Regions from separate parts of the Rattus norvegicus genome. Here region 1 is linked to region 2. Evidence: chromatin contacts called from public Hi-C data. All regions are on one chromosome and are shown on one strand. The core of a region is the stretch at or near the end of the contact, and the rest is flanking DNA. Distances in the headings are between cores, read along the strand shown. Region 1 overlaps Pdgfrb (platelet derived growth factor receptor beta). Region 2 has its middle 7.1 kb from the start of Rps14.

What was found. A called contact is a pair of places that touch in the nucleus more often than the background predicts.
Region 1: a Hi-C map of prefrontal cortex shows a contact between it and region 2, with 3 times the contacts expected there. The contact joins two enhancer-like sites. A contact is called at or near these places in 3 of 12 Hi-C or Micro-C datasets (the A7r5 cell line, frontal cortex and prefrontal cortex).

The regions. Positions count from the first base shown.
Region 1 is chr18:56,780,993-56,785,352 of GRCr8, forward strand. The region is part of intron 1 of Pdgfrb (platelet derived growth factor receptor beta); the gene reads left to right. Among named protein-coding and RNA genes, the nearest start is that of Pdgfrb, 13 kb to the left of the region's middle. Within about 2 kb of position 1,524, at least 33 of the 93 cell types and tissues checked have an H3K27ac peak or open chromatin away from gene starts, as enhancers often do. A contact at or near this core is called in prefrontal cortex, where this site is marked.
Region 2 is chr18:56,503,441-56,507,353 of GRCr8, forward strand. No RefSeq gene overlaps it. Among named protein-coding and RNA genes, the nearest start is that of Rps14, 7.1 kb to the left of the region's middle. Within about 2 kb of position 1,376, at least 16 of the 93 cell types and tissues checked have an H3K27ac peak or open chromatin away from gene starts, as enhancers often do. A contact at or near this core is called in prefrontal cortex, where this site is marked.

The DNA of each region.
Region 1 (4,360 bases), core at 274-2,773, 280 kb after region 2:
CTCCCTGTCATAGGGCGGGTTAAGGAGGGTGACTGTCCTGTTAAGAGACACATAAAGCCCCGGTAGGGGTTGGTGAGCTCCAACAGCCCAAAACCCATTTGAGACCATCCTGGAGAGAGAGAAAGAGAGAGAGAGAGAGAGAGAGAGAGAGAGAGAGAGAGAGAGAGAGAGGGAGGGAGGGAGGGAGGGAGGGAGGGAGGGGGAGGGAGGGAGGGAGGGAGGGAGGGAGGGAGAGAGAGAGAGGATTTTTCATGTCCCATCCCAATCCTCAGCTTCCTGTCTGTTCAGTGATCTGTTCAGTGAGCCTCAGAAAGGGATAGGTAGATGTTTCCTGGCTGCAGGGCATTGACATTCCAAGGTTCTGACCCTGTGACCCCAGGATTGGGCCTCCTGCTTGGGTATCTTGTTTATTCAGAACTTGGTGGGACTGAAGCTGGCCGACTCCACCGAGTGCCCCTTTGAACCGCAGCTGGCTTTCTGCTCTCCCATCCCATTGGGTTTCTGTCTGAGCTGACCTCTGCCTCCACTCAGTGCCAACAAAACCCTCCACATTTGCAACCAGCTTGGTGGCTACTCACTCTTTCTTTCTTTCTCTCTCTCTCTCTCTCTCTCTCTCTCTCTCTTTCTTTCTTTCTTTCTTTCTTTCAAGTACCCTGTAGCTGTCTTCAGACACCAGAAGAGGGCATCAGATCTCATTACAGATGGTTGTGAGTCACTATGTGCTGGGAATTGAACTCAGGACCTCTGGAAGAGCAATCAGTGCTCTTAACCACTGAGCCATCTCTCCAGTCCCCTTAGCGGCAACTCTTAAGCCTAGGTATTGTCTCATTCTCATCTTAGAACATAGATTTGTGCCCCTGTCGTAGGCACTCCTGGGCTACTCCATACCTCTGGAGCCTGCCTTGGGTCCTTCCGACATTCAGTCACCAAGTTCTGCCGGGCCTCAGCTACATTCGTCTCCAAGCCATCTGTCTCAGTCAGTCCCCACCCACTGCCCTCTGCCCAACCACACATTGTACCAAGGGAAATCTGCAGGGGGTGGCAGGCGGTGGACAGGCACGCTGCCTCATTTCAGCCGGAAGGTTCCTCTTGTCTGGTCTGCATCTCTTGGCAATTTCCCAAAAGCAGTTTCTGCCTCCATTCTCTTACCTATAAAATGGGAATAATCCTCCACCTCAGAGCTGTCAGAGGATCCAGTGAGGCAATGCGTGCCTCAGCAAGTGAGGCTTAGAGCTCCTCTATGCTTGTTCACGGATACGTGGGCAGAGGGTGACTGTGAGTTTGTGTACACATGCTCTGGATATGTCCTATGTTGGGGGATGGGGTGGTTTACATGAGTGACTGTTATACACAAGGGCCTCTCTGATGAACACACCGTAAAGTATCCAAGCATCCGTCTGTGCAGCGTACACGTGCGGTGGGCACTGAGGGGGCCGTGTGTGCGTGGGTCTTGTGTGGGCATGCACATGGTTCGTGCCTGAATGAGGGCTGGGCGCACACCCGAATAGCTACTCGTGTGTGTGTGTGCGCTGTAGAAGAGCGTGTGTGAGAGAGCGTAGGCAGCATCTGGACTGTGCATGTGTTCACCGTATGCAGGCCTCCCTTTGGCAGCAATACAGGTCCCCCCCCTTCCCAGACTGCTTGTGTCGTGGGAGCCTCAGGACCCCGAGGGAGGAAAACTGATGCTGGCGGATGTGGCCAAGATGGGCTAGATTTATTTAGATTAAAATGGTGGGAAAGGAGTGGGAAACTGTGCACGCTGTGACAAGCGGGAAGGCCAAGGCTCTGAGGATGACTCCCAAGCCCGCTCGTTCCCCCGGGGGTCACTCCTGTTCCCTAAGGGGTGTCTCACATCTGTCGTGAAAAGCTGAGCAGACCCCTTCTCTGGACCTACCCTGAACAGAGCAATACCAAGGACTTCCTGACCACAGCCAGGGAGTGGGGTTTGGAGATTTTTCTACCCACACTGATGAATCCTCCATCTGCGGCTGGCCGCCCATACCCACTTCCACACCCGAGTTTATTTGGTGGGAAGTCACCTGAGAAAACACCTAACTTCTAGCTGTGTGGAGAAACTGTGGCCGTTTAGACAGTGTGTCTGAATCTACCCCCTAGATCAGTGAGATGAGATGGGTCATGGATTCCCAGGTACTGTGGCCTCAAACATGACATCAGCATACCTGACCAGCCATTTCTTCCTCAGGCCACCCCACTGAGAATAATGGCGGCCAGACATTCTCATCAGTAAGTCAGACAGGTAGAACTTTTGAATAGTGACAGCTTTTTAAGATCACAGAGCTGGGCGTGGTGGTGCACACCTTTAATCCCAGCACTTGAGAGGCAGAGGCAGGCGGATCACTGAGTTAGAGGTCAACCTGATTTACATAGTGAGTTCCAGGACAGCCAGGGCTACACAGAGAAATCCTGCCCCCCCCCCAAAAAAGAACCCAAAATAAAACAACAACAAAACCCCAAGCAAACCAAAAAAGAAGACCATCACAACCTGTCTGGGAATGAATATGCAAATGAGTTGGGCTGGCAGGAGATCTGGTCATTGTCACAGTGGGTTCAAGGGCCTGGTGAGGGGAGCTGTTCAAGTCCAAGACTGCTGGCATCTGTGACTTGCAGTGTCCCTCAGCTCCTTTGCTTAGTCTGTCCTTCCGACAGACAGCTGGAACCCACTTTGTGTCTATGTGACCTGGTCATGATTCTGAGCCTCTCTGGGTCTCTACTTCCCGTTTAAGAAGGCTCCTTCCTGGCTTAGAGCCCTTACTTTTAGCTACCCCAGCCTTATTCCCTGCTGGAGAGGGCCTGAGAAGGGAAGATGGTGTGCCACAAAGTAGAAGGGTTGGGGACTGCATGCCAGGGGTTCCAGCCTACAGGGTCAACACAGCCTACCAGAGTCAGACCAGCCTCCTTACAGTGACCTCCCATCCCCTGGCCAGCGGGCCAAATTCCTCCTTTAGAATAATAAACACTGTGGCCAGCCAGGGAGGGTTGGGAGGGGAGGGGAGGAAGGCTGAGATGGGTCCTCCCCCACCCTGGGCTGCTATGATTTTCTTTGGCCCACATCTCTGGCAGGAAGTGGGGAGCGAGAGGGGCACGCACCAAGGGGGAAGATGGCCTCTGTAGGGCCTGTTGGCCGTGCACCCAAATGCTGTCTAGGCAGTTCCAGGATGCCTGGTGTCCAGCTGGAGGGGTCGACACTAGAGGGATGTCATAGGGAAGACGGAGAATGGGACATCAGGAAGGTTTTGACCAAGGATAATTCTGAGAGGAGAAACTCAGGGCCCTGCAGGCTGTCGAAAGATGGGGTAAAGCAGGTCTGTGCAGCTTGCTTCTTAAGGTGTTGAACAGAGCTAGAGTTCTGTCTTGAGGTGTCTGATGCACCATGTGTGACTATAGCCCTCACGGATGATGCATTCATTAGCTTCTCTCTAGCTGGAGGCTCTGCCCGCAGACAGGGCTCAGGCAGTGGAGCTCGTGAGACCTGACTCCTCAGCCCCAGGGAAAGTGATGGAGCTGACAAACTGGTCCAGGCCTTGCAGCCCCACAGTCTCAGGATGCTCCTTGTTGCCCATCACATGATTGCCTCCTATGTTTCTTGATCTGTGACTCTGACCATACCTGGCTATTGCTATCTGAGGAAAGGCTGCTGAGAGGAAGGACGAATCAAAGATTCACCCGATACACTGTGCCCATCTGTGTCCCTGCTCTAGCGCTCTGTTCACAAGTCTCCTCTGTCTCTGTTCCTACTCTTCAGCTGTCTCCCTCTTGAACAGGCTCCATTGCGAACCTTGGGTAAAGGTCTTTGTTCCTCAGTTTCCCCATGCAGACATGGAAGGCGGAGGTAGGAAGTTTGGCCTCAGTAGTCTCCAAGAACCTTTAAGGCTTGATGAATTAGACAGGGCTGGGAACCTGGTTCCTCTCTCCTGGGCCTCCTGTGCAGCTCTGTGCTGAGTAGGGGGGCCAGCCCACTCCCACATTCCATAGTCCTGACCCCCACCCCCTCCCCACTTCCCTTCCCACAGACATCCCATTTCCTGTTGTGCTTGTGGAGGGAGCTGTGGGAGCTCTCTGGGCTCTGGCTCACCCCCTCCGATTCCTCCAGGCCTTTCATCACACTTTCCCAAATATTTGTGCTGGCAGATAAGTGCCTGGTATTGGAACTGTCAACCGGACGAGGACAGGGCCATCAGAGCTGCCAAGTCCCCAATCTAGCCCAACTCCCCCCACTCCAGTGTAACATACAGGGACCCGTAGGCAAGGGACTCAACCAAGGTCATGTAAGAGCTGGAAGAAGAGAGGAGAGAGCTTGGGGACCTGGACATCTTCCCAGCCTTGAGATAGGCGACTGGAT
Region 2 (3,913 bases), core at 126-2,625:
CCCTGGTGTTTGTTTTTGAGACAGGGTTTCTACATAGCCCTGGCTGTCCTTAAACAGTGTAGATGAGGCTGGTATCACACTAAGGAGATCACCTTCCAAGTGCTGAGATTAAAGCTCTGCCACCATGCCCTGCAATTCTGGTATTGTCATTTGTCACTGAGGTACACAACAAGGCAAATAGTATATTGTTTGAGAGGATTCAAAGACTACTATAGGACACAGTAGGGTTGTCTCAGCTTCTGGTGTGGGTTGGGCAAGCCTAGGTTCTAGAAACTGGTTTTCTAGGAAAGGGAAACTGGGACCGTGAGATGCTGAGGCAGTACAGTAGCTCTATGGCATTTGCCAGCCAGTCTCCAAACTTCCTGTTCATAACCCAGGCAATGGGGGACACTCAAACCCCAGCAGGCAGGGCTAGACCACAAGTTGGGAGCCAATCCGGTCTACATAGGGACCTCTAGGCCAGGGTGACATTGGAATGTAAGATACCAGAGAGGTGGGGCTGTTTGGATGATCTACACATGAACCAATTTCTCTTGGCTGGTTTCACTGTAGTTCAGGCTGGCCTCAATTCTCTTGAGTGTAGTGTTGGGGTTACAGGTATAAATTAGCCAGTTTGGTTATATTTTTTTAAATATTTAATGTATATGATTACATTGTAGCTGTCTTGAGATATACCAGAATTTGTTATAGGTGATTGTGAGCCACCATGTGGTTGCTGGGACTTGAACTCAGGACCTCTGGAAGAGCAGTCAGTGCTCTTAACCGCTGAGCCATCTCTAGCCCCTTCGGGGTTTTCAAATGGGTCTTAACTGTGTAGTTTTAACTCTGGAATAAGTTGTGTAGATCAGGCTGGCCCACAGAGATCTGCCTGTCTCTGCCTCCACCAATAGGTAGAAATTAAAGGCACATTCCACCACCAAGCTTCCTATTTTGTTCTTAAAGGGCCAGAGCAGGGGCAACTTGATCCAAGTACAGCCTGAGCTGGAGGAGCCTTCCAGACCTGAGCCATATATAAACCTGTGTGGGTGTGTTCCTTCCCCCAACACCGGCTGTGCGAGATGGGTAGCTTGTACTTCTGTTGCTTTCCTTAGCAGTTCTCTGAGGTTGTTCCACATTGGTACATAAAGTACCTAAGAACCAGTCACCCCACAAATACCAAGTCCTATTTTCATCAGCAGTAAAACAGATAACGGTTCTTGCTTTCCAGAAGCTTGCTTCCAGCTCCAAGGACACAGTGTTATCAGGAACTGAGCGTTCTGGAAGGGTTTGCTTTTCTATTTGAGACGGTCTCACTGTGTCTCTCTGGCTAGCCTGGAACTCAACATAGATCCAACTGCCTCCCTCTGTCTCCTTAGTTCTGGGATTAAAGGCGTGTGCTGCCATGCACGCTCATGCACTGAGTTAATGTGCATTGGTGCTTTGCTTGCACGTATGTCTCTGTGAGGGTGTTGAATCCCCTGGAACTGAAAGTAGACACAGTTCTGATTTGCCATGTAAGTGCTGGGAATTGAACCCAGGCCCTTTGGAAGAGCAGCCAGTGCTCAACCACTGAGTCATCTCTCCCAACCCCCCACCAACTCCATGCGCTGAGTCTTAAAGATCAGTCTTTTTTTTTTTTTTTTTTTTTTTTTTCGGAGGTGGGGACCGAACCCAGGGCCTTGTGCTTGCTAGGCAAGCGCTCTACCACTGAGCTAAATCCCCAACCCCCTTAAAGATCAGTCTTAAGCCTTTTAGGTGCCACTCTCCTATAATACAGCTAAGAAAGCCGGTATGAAAAGTAATTTGGCAAAGTTGTCGCTCTTGGTGGTTCACCTGTAATCCTAGTAAAGTTAGGGTTGCCATGCAATTGGGGCTATCTTGAGTTACAATTTGAAACCTGCCTCAAAAAAAGGCAGTGGGAGCATGTCTTTAACCCCAGAACTCTGGGAGGCAAGGGCAGGCAGAACTCTGTATTGGGTCCATACACTGAGACCCTGTTTCACTGGCAAAGGCGTTTTGGTTTTCTTGTGTGTGTGTGTGTGTGTGTGTGTGTGTGTGTGTGTGTGTGTGTCCATCTGCTGTGTGTATTGAAGGAGGTTGCTATCCTGGAGCTGAAGCTACAGGGGGTTTGTAAGCGCCACCTGACCTGGGTGCTGAGGCCTTAACTGCTGAGTTCTCTCAAGCCCATTGCCAAATATTTGATTCCTGAGTTGCACTTTGTTTTGATTGGAAGGGACAGGGTTCCCCATGTAGCCCAGGATGGTCTGTGTTTTCCTGCTTGGCTCCTCAGTGCTGGGATTACTGGAGTGTTCTATCCAGGTGACATAGTATTTTAAGATTCATCCATATTGTGGCACATGCACACACCCCATTCCTTTGTTGGATAATACAGAGTTTTCTGGATGCATAAACTACTACACATTTTACCTAAATGGAGGCCGGGGAGATGGCTCAGTGGTTAAGAGCACTGGCTGCTCTTTCAGAAGACCCAAGTTCAATTCCAGCCCTGCCATGGTGGCTCTCAACTGTCTGCAACTTCAGTTTCAAGGGATCTGATGCCTCTCTGGCCTCCAACGGCACTGAACACACATGGAGTGCAGACATAAATTCAGTCAAAACACATAAATTTCAAAACAAAAGTTGAGAAAATTAAATGGGATAAAGATCTGGCTCAGACCCGACTACTCTTCCAGAGGTCCTGAGTTCAATTCCCAGCAACCACATGGTGGCTCTGTAAAGAGATCTGATGCCCTCTTCTGGTGTGTCTGAAGACAGCTACAGTGTACTTATATATAATAAATGAATAAATCTTTAAAAAAAAAAAGCTGGCTCAGGTTAGGAACGTGTGTGGAGAACAAAAATTCACAAAATTCGCAGTATTCATAGGGTGTGGGAGACTCAGAAACCTTTCTGCTTTTATCTCTAGCTTGGCTAGAGTCTGATGTTCTCATATACACGTGCATGCAGGCACACACAAAATAAAACCTTTAAAATTGGGGAGCCTTGGGGGCGCGGAAGAAACGACTCAGCAGTTAAGAGCACTTGCTCTTGCAAAGGACCCGGGGTCAATTCCTAGCATCCACATGGCAGCTCACAGTGTCAAAGACTCCTCTCCTGGTCTCCATGGACAGTGGTACATGGATGCATAAGTAGGCACATACATGAACATAACAATAAATTAGTAGGGCTGGAGAGATGGTTCAGCACTGAGCTCATCCAGAGGTCCTGAGTTCAATTCCCAGCAACCACATGGTGGCTCACAATCGCCTGTAATGGGATCCGATGCCCTCTTCTGGTGTGTCTGGGGGCAGCTACAGTGTACCCCTATACATTAATAATTTTTTTAAAGTAAAGATTATTTTATTTTATTTATGAGTGGTTCATTTAAATGAATAGTTAAATGTTTAAAAATTCTGGTGTGGGTCAAGCAAGTAAAGGCACTGGTGTCCTGCTGACTTGAATTCAGTCCCTGGGACTTGCATGGAGGAAAGAGAGCCCAGCTTCCACAAATTGTCCTCTGACCTCCAGAAGGGTACTATGGAACATGGCACCCCCACACATACACACATAAATGCAATAGCACATTAAAAAAAAATAGTGTGTGGCTAAACCCAGGTCATAAACTAAATCCATGCTGAACTTAGTTTTCAAAAGTGCGGGTTGGGGGTGGACACAAATCTTCCTTAATTAAAGAATTGAAAGCAATTTAAGATCAGTTCACTGGAAAGAACTTCTTCCCTCTAATAGTAGGCTATGGAGGGTGACTCACTTCCCAGTGAATAGAACATGGCAAAGGGAAATTAGAAGTAGCTGAGGAAGCCCAGAGCACCAGGGAAATCATCATGTCGTGCATGGATGGGTCCTCCAGTCTGACCTAAGGAGCACCTTACGACAGAATTTTTCCAGAGGACTCAGAGCCTCAACCTAGACAAGA